2 separate regions of the Sus scrofa genome follow, and region 2 is linked to region 1. A link is a contact called in public HiChIP or PLAC-seq data. All regions are on one chromosome and are shown on one strand. The core of a region is the stretch at or near the end of the contact, and the rest is flanking DNA. Distances in the headings are between cores, read along the strand shown.

Evidence for each region. HiChIP or PLAC-seq counts read pairs in DNA pulled down with a chosen protein or histone mark.
Region 2: an H3K27ac HiChIP or PLAC-seq map of alveolar macrophages shows a contact between it and region 1. The contact joins two enhancer-like sites. A contact is called at or near these places in 1 of 47 Hi-C or Micro-C datasets (omental adipose tissue) and 1 of 2 datasets of contacts at active chromatin or transcription factors (alveolar macrophages).

The regions. Positions count from the first base shown.
Region 1 is chr6:84,334,639-84,338,691 of Sscrofa11.1, forward strand. The region is part of intron 1 of LOC106507624 (a long non-coding RNA gene); the gene reads right to left. Among named protein-coding and RNA genes, the nearest start is that of FAM46B, 26 kb to the left of the region's middle. Within about 2 kb of position 1,768, at least 27 of the 83 cell types and tissues checked have an H3K27ac peak or open chromatin away from gene starts, as enhancers often do. A contact at or near this core is called in alveolar macrophages, where this site is marked.
Region 2 is chr6:84,495,540-84,499,592 of Sscrofa11.1, forward strand. All of the region lies in intron 2 of WDTC1 (WD and tetratricopeptide repeats 1), which reads left to right. Among named protein-coding and RNA genes, the nearest start is that of WDTC1, 12 kb to the left of the region's middle. Within about 2 kb of position 2,337, at least 4 of the 83 cell types and tissues checked have an H3K27ac peak or open chromatin away from gene starts, as enhancers often do. A contact at or near this core is called in alveolar macrophages, where this site is marked.

The DNA.
Region 1 (4,053 bases), core at 518-3,017:
AGCTGCAGCTGTGGCGGTGCTGACCCTTGACCTACTGTGCTGGGCTGAGGATCAAACCTTCATCCCAGCAGTCCCGTGACACTGCCAATCCCATTGCGCCACAGCAGGACCCCCCCCCAATTTTTTGTTTGTTTTTAGATTAGGAGTTCCTGCTGTAGCGCAGTGGGTTAAGAATCCAACCTCAGTGGTTTGGGAACCGCAGAGGCATAGGTTCAATCCCTGGCCGGCACAGTAGGTTAAAGGACCCTGCCTTGCTGCAGCTGTGGCTTGGATCCAATCTCTGGTCCAGGAATTCCATATACCGTGGGGCGGCCAAAAAAAAAAAAAAAAGGAAATTTATTTACTCATTCTTCCCCCCGCCCCTGTGGCATATGGAAGTTCCTGGGCCTGGGATTAAATCCAAGCCGCTACTGCAACATACGCTGTAGCTGCCACAATGAGAGATCCTTAACCTGCTGCTCCAGGCTGGGGATCCAACCAGCAATGCCACAGAGAAGAGCCAGATCATTAACCCAGGGTGCCACAGCAGAAACTCTCATTCATTCATTCATATATTTAATTTTATTGATGTATAGTTGAACCAAAAATATTTGAATTAAAGCTAAAAGGCTGGAGTTCCTGTTGTGGCTCAGTGGTAGTAAACCTGACTAGTATCCAGGAGGATGCGGGTTCGATCCCTGGCTTTGCTCAGTGGGTTAAGGATCCAGCGTTGTCATGAGCTGTGGTGTATGTCGCAGATCTGGCAGATCTGGCATTACTGCGGCTGCGGTGTAGGGCGGCAGTTACAGCTCCGATTTGACCCCTAGCCTGAGGACTTCCATATGCCATGGGTGCAGCTCTAAAAAGCAAAAAAAAGAATTGGCATGTTATTCCCATCAGTAGGAAGCTGCTAAGGGCTGTTTTTATACCATGGATATGGTCCTAAAAAAAAAAAAAAAAAAGCTGAAAGGCCCTAAGGCCAACCAGCTGCTAAGAGGCAGGACCGACTGCTTTGCTGCTCTCCTGTACAGAGAGAAGCTCTTCTGGTCCACTTAGTAGCTGCACAGCCTCAGGAAAACTCCTTCACCTCTCTCTGCCTCAGCTTCTGCCTCAGTTTCTTTCTGCATTTTTTTTTTCTTTTTAAGCCAACGCTGGATCCTTAACCCACTGAGTGAGGCCAGGGATCGAACCTGCATCCTCATATATACTAGTCGGATTCTTTTTTTTTTTTTTTTTTTTTTTTTGTCTTTTTGCCTTTTCTAGGGCTGCTCCCACAGCATATGGAGGTTCCCAGGCTAGGAGTCCAATCGGAGCTGTAGCCACTGGCCTAACGCCAGAGCCACAGCAATGCTAGATTGGAGCCGCGTCTGCAACCTACACCACAGCTCATGGCAACGCCGGATCCTTAACCCACTGAGCAAGGCCAGGGATCGAACCCACAACCACATGGTTCCTAGTCGGATTCTTTAACCACTGAGCCACGACGGGAACTCCACTAGTCGGATTCTTAACACGCTGGGCCGCAACAGGAACTCCTGTGACTGATTTGTAAAATGGTATTACGTATTACCTGCCTTTTAAGACTGTTTCAAGAATTAAATGTGGTAAAGACCTGAGAATGCTGAGCACAGAGTCTGGAATACAGTTAGTGCTCAATAAATGCAAAGGAGGCCTGGACATTTGGAGGAGGGCTGGCTTGGCTCCCTCTACTCTTAGACCTCTGGGCTCCCCTCAGCCTGAGTGGGCAGTTTCATGAATGGCCACGAGGTGGTGCCCGAATCCCAGTTATTTGGAAGTCATTCCGCCCACACCCCGCCCCTCCCTCCAACCCCGGAAGAAGCTGTTCAGGGAAGTAGGGACCAGAAAAACAGGTGGGCTCCTATGGCTTGGGATGCATCGGGGCTGGGATCTGAACATGGAGCCTCTTTCAGCCTCTCTCCCTTTTTCTTTTTTCTTTCTTTCCTTTTTTGCTTTTTTGGAGGGCCTCCCCCGTGGCAAATGGAAGTTTCGAGGCTAGGGATCAAATCGGAGTTATAGCTGCTGGCCACCGCCGCGGCCATAGCAACAAGGGATCTGAGCCGCATCTGTGACTTACACCACAGCACACGGCAATGCCGTATCTGTGCGAGGCCAGGGATCCCACATCCTCATGGATACTAGTCAGAGTCGTTTCTGCTGCACCACGACAGAAACTACCCCCTTTAAGTTTTTCTCTTGGGGTTTCCTTTTCGGTGTTCAGGTCCACGGTCCCCCACCCCCTTTTCTCTCAGCTCCCCAGAATTGAAGCCCAAGGCTTCTGCTAAATAGGCTCCACTCCTTGACGACCCATGATGGGTGCCCTGGCCCCGAGACCATTTTCCCTGCCCTGCTTCATTCAGGAACCAGGCCAGGATGTGGGGGTAGAAGGAAGACACTTAACTGAACACTTCCTGTGGGCTTGCAGGGTGGGGAGCCAGAGGAAATGACCCTGTTCCTGTTCGTCGTATTCCGAAGGTGGGGTGAGAATAGAAACTAGAAGAGGCAAAGGGAAAACATGCAGGAGTTACTTAAGATTTCCTTCCCATCTGTGTTTTCAGCACATAGGAAATATTATCCTCATTGTACAGATGTGGAAACTGAGGCCGAGAAGTGTTAGGTAACGTGCATGAATTGCCCTCCCAGGATCCAAAGCTCCCTCACCAGCAGTGGAGTGTGGTCCACATTAAGAACATTCATAAATTGGAGGAGTTCCTGTCGTGGCGCCGTTAAAAATAGCTAATGTAGGAGTTCTCATCCTGGCTCAGTGACTAACAAATCCGACTAGGAACCCTAAGGTTGTGGGTTCGATCCCTGGCCTGGATCAGTGGGTTAAGGATCTGACGTTGCTGTGAAGTGCGGTGTAGGTAGAAGATGTGGCTGGGATGTGGTGTGGCTGTGGCTATGGCGTAGGCCGGTGGCTACAGCTTCAATTAGACCCCTAGCCTGGGAACCTCCATATGCCGCAGGTGCAGCCCTAGAAAAGACAAAAGAAAAAAAAAAAAGAATATTCATAAATTGGAGTTTCTGTTGTGGCTCAGTGGTTAACAAACCCGACTAATATCCATGAGGATGCAGGTTTGATCGCTGGCCTTGCACGGTGGGTTAAGGATCTAGTGTTGCTGTGAGCTGCGGTGTATGCCACAGACGCAGCTCGGGGTCCTGTGTTGCTGTGGCGGTGGTGTAGGCCAGAGGCTGTAGCTCCAATTAGACCCCTAGCCTGGGAACTTCCATATACCGTGGGTATGGCCCTAAAAAGACGAAGGCCAAAAAAAAAAAAAAAAAAAAAAAAAAAGAGTGTTCATAAATTCCTCCAACAGCATCTGCCACGATCTGCACATCCAGTGAGAATCAGACCTGGTTCCTGCCCTGGGGAGCAGACAATCTGGAGGGGGAGGCTGGCAGAGAAGCACACAGGGCACTTTGTCCTGAAGTAAGTGTTGGGCACAGTGGGGACCCAGAGGATGCAGTTGCTGGTGTCACCTGAACAGGTTAGGGGCACGAAGGAAAGGAAGGTCTGAGAGACTTTGTAGATTCCTAGAGGACTAAGAATTTATTCTAGAAACTGCTGCTGTGGCGCAACAAGATTGGCTGCATTTCTACAACATCAGAATGTAGGCCTGATCCCCGGCCCGGCACAGTAGGTTAAAGGATCCTACTGCTGCAGCTATGGAGTAGGTTGTAGCTACAGCTCGGATCTGATCCCTGGCCCAGGAACTCCATATGTCAAGAAAAGAAGAAGAAAAAAATAATTTACTCCAGCATAATTTTCAAAAAGGTAAAATCATGGCCCTCATACAGATTTTTAAAAATGAACGTGTGTCAAAGATTTCCTTTAACTCTTTAATTGACAAGGAAATAGCAAGATGTTAAAAGTAGTTCAAATGAAAATTTGACTTACATGTACTTGTGTTTTCTACTGGACAACCAAAAGTCCTTTGCATAGTTGTGAATAAGGTTCATTTTCTTGATATAGGCAGGAATCCTTTGCATTATATCTGTTTTCTACAAATTACTTCTAGCCCTACAAAAAGTCAAAGACAGGCAGCCATACACACC
Region 2 (4,053 bases), core at 1,087-3,586, 160 kb after region 1:
TTCCTCTTTATTATCTGGGGGAATTTTTTTCCTAGATTTCCTAATTAACTTCTTTGTATACTTTTGAAAAATGCAAAAAGAAACAAAGAGAACTCTTAAGAGGTAGTGTTGAACTTTTAGTAGAGGCTTACTAAAGGCTGTTGCTTTGATTGGCTTGTTTGGTTTTGTTTGTTTGTTTTTTGCTTTTTATGGCTGCACCCAAGGCACATTAAAGTTCTAAGGCTAAGGGTCAAGTCAGAGCTGTAGCTGCCGGCCTATGCCACAGCCATGGCAACGCCAGATCCAAGCCACATCTGTGATCTACACCACAGCTCACGGCAACACGGGATCCTTAACATACTGAGCAAGGCCAGGGATCGAACCTGCGTCCTCATGGATACTAGTTGGATTCTTAATGCACTAACCCGCAACAGGAAGTCCTCCTTTCCATTCTTTTTCCCAGCCACTAAATTCATTTCCCCGGAATAATAAACTAATGTATTCAGTTTCAGTATCCTTCCAGAGAAAAATTTTTTTTCTGTAGATCAAATTCAGAGAAATTTTATGCATAAAATTCTCACCTTTTCTCACAAACGTTAGCCTAACATATTTATTGGTTTGTACCTTACTTTTGAATTTTAAAATATACTTTCATGATTTTATCATTTCAGTACATAAAGCTATTTCTGATATTCAGTTCTTTCATGGCTTTAGTGTATTCATTTGGGTGAATGTACCATAATTTAAATTGTTCCTGTTGATGGATGTGTAGATTACTTCCAATTTTTCGCGTACAGTGTTATTCCCTGCAATACCATTTGACACCTGTGGGTGTATTTCTTTAGAGTAAATGTCTACAAAATGGAATTAGTAAATCGGAAGGGTATATGTATCTTATTTTTGATAAATATTAACAGAATTGCCGTTCATGGAGTTTGTACCAATTTATACTCTTAGCTATCACACTTCTTCACTCTTAAACATAATATTCAATAAACATTTTTCTCCTCATCCCCAACTTCTCCCCCATGTGTCCATCATTATTCTGAGAAATTTCACAAATGAGTGAAACATGATGGGCTGGAGAGATCCCACCTTGGCTTTCTAAGAGAAGCGTAGTCTAAGCTGATACCTGAAAGGTGGGTGTGAGGAGCTAGCTGGATTTGGAGGAGACAGGGAGAGAAAAAGCTCTAGATTAGAGGAACAGCGTATGAATGATGCATGAGAGAGTAGAAAGTACTCAGTTCAAGAGAACCGATGGTCACAGAACACAAGTGGAAGACAGTCACAGGATACGGGGTGAGGTTGATGAGGTGAGTGCAGGTGGGATGTTCCTATGAAGGATGCTGTAAGCTATGTTGAAGACTGTCCATTTTGTCCTAAGGGCAGTGGAGAGCCCCTCAGTGATCTTTACCATGGAGCAATATGATCAGACTTAAGTTGGTTTATTTTTTTTTTAATTAATCTTGGCTTCAAAACGAAGATTGCAGGTTTAAACTGGGAACAGCCAGACCACTTAAGAGCTAGTGGCAGTGATTCAAGAAGAGGAGATGGTAGGTTACCTGAACCTAGATAATGAATTTTTTTTTTTTTTTTTTTTTTTTTTTTTAGGGCCGCACCCCATGGTGTATGGAGGTTCCCAGGCTAGGGGGTCCAATTGGAACTGTAGCTGCTGGCCTACATCAGAGCTGCAGCAATGCAGGATCTGAGCCATGTCTGCGACCTACACCACAGCTCAAAGCAACACCAGATCCTTAACCCACTGAGTGAGGCCAGGGATCAAACCCTCAACCTCATGGTTCCTAGTCAGATTCATTTCTGCTGCGCCACGTTGGGAGCTCCTAGGTAATGATAATTTGGATGATGAGAAGTCAGAGAATTTTAAAGACATTAAGGAGGTAGGATTAATAGAATGACTGAATGTGAAAAGTTAGGAAAAGAGAGGAGTCAAGGATGAAAGTTAAGTTTCTGGTTGGCGGGTAAATTCACTGAGTGAGGGAGCAGTGGAAAAAGGACTCAGTTTGAGGGAAAAGATGATGAGCTTGGTTATGAATGTTCAGGAGCTACAGCCCATGTGTTATCTAGTGCTTTTGAGATAGGTAGTTTGAATACTTGGTCTGAGCTGAGGTACACATTGGAGATGTTGATTTGGGAGCAGTGAGCAGCATTAGATTGGGACAATGATAACGAGCTGTGATTGTCTTTGAGAAGTGTGTATAGAGTAGGAAGAAAGCCTAGGATAGAGCCATAACGAAAACCAATATAAGGGCCAGTTGGACAAAGAGTATGCAAATACTATCAGAAAAGAGCAACCAGAGGAGCAGGAAGGAAAACAGAAAGGGGATGTCACAGAACCCAGAGTAGGATTTCATTGAGGAAGGAGTGGTCAGCACTATCGTATACTGCCAGGGACCAAGTAAAGTAAGGACTGAGAAGTGCCCATTAATTTAGGGCAAGGAAGCCACAGTGGTGACCACCTTGGCAAAGGTCATTTTTGTGGTATAGCTGGAAGTGGGTTGAGGAATTATTGGGAAGTGAGGAGGTAAAAATATCAAGTAGAGACTATCCTTTCAGTATGGCTGTGAAGGGGAAGAGAAATGAAAGGCCTGGGCTAGATGTAGATTTGGCATCAAGGGAGGACTTTTTAGAGAAATTTGAGTATGTTTAATCCCAAGGGGAAAGAATCAGTAGGGAAAGGGAAAGGTGAAGATGTAGGAAAGCTAGAAGAACATCAGGTCTTGGGGTTTTGTCAGGTAAATATTGTATAAGAGAACCACTGTAGTAATGAATCATGGATTCCTAGGGGGATGAGGTAGAGAGCATGTAAGGAGAGAACAGAGTGACTGACCAGACTTGGAGGACTTGCTAAGGATGAGAAGTCACAGAGGAATGCCGTATGCTCGCTCTCTCTCTCTCTCTCTCTCTCTCTCTCTCTCTCTCTCGCTCTCTCTCTCTCTCTCTCTCTCTCTTTTTTTTTTGTCTTTTTGGTATTTCTTGGGCCACTCCTGCGGCATATGGAGGTTCCCAGGCTAGGGGTGGAATTGGAGCTGTAGCTGCCGGCCTACGCCAGAGCCACAGCAATGCAGGATCCGAGCTGCGTCTGCGACCTACACCACAGCTCACGGCAACACCAGATCGTTAACCCACTGAGCAAGGGCAGGGATCGAACCCGCAACCTCATGGTTCCTAGTCCGATTCGTTACCACTGCGCCACGACGGGAACTCCCGTATGCTCTCTTTATACTTATTAATATATCTTGGAAATCACTCAGATCAGTTCATAGTGTTTTTTTTCACAGCTGCATAATACTCTAGTGTATAGATAAACCAAGATTTATTCAATGAATTTCCCCATGTATGGGCTCTTAGTGTTGTTTCTAATAGTTTATAATTATAATATCATAATGAATAACCTTGGGCATATTTTTTTTTTTATTGCTGGAGATGAATCTTCAGGGTAAAAGCCTAGAAGTGAAAGTGCTGACCAAAGGGTAAATGCAGTTTTGTTAGATATTGCCAAATTTCCCTCTGAGAAGTTGCACCCTTTTGCCTTCCTGGTAGTGATGCATGACAGTGCCTGTTTCTCCACAACTCACCAACAGACCGTGTGGTTAAGATTTTGAATTTTTTACCATTCTGATAGATGAAAAATGGTATCTCAATATCCTTTTAAGTTACATTTCTCGTATGAATGAAATCGAATATCCATATATTTAAGGGCTATTTTAATATAATATTGCCAAAGGAGGGATAATTGGAATTTATATATGTACCTACATGTTTTTGCAAATTAAGCATAGAATGGATAAGCAGAAACTAATGAAGAGAATAAACCTTTAGGGGATAGAAAGCATAGGGTGGAGGGGTAGAGAAAAGGGAATAGCTCTTCTGAATCTTTTTGTAGAGTTTTTACTTTTATAACCACATTGAGGTAAAATTAAGTCAGCAAAGTTGGGAAGGGGTAATTTCAAGTAAATTTTCTTTCTTTTTTTTTAGGGCCACACCCTCTGCATAGGGAGGTTCCCACGCTAGGGGGGTCGAATCGGAGCCACAGCCACAGCAACACAAGATCTA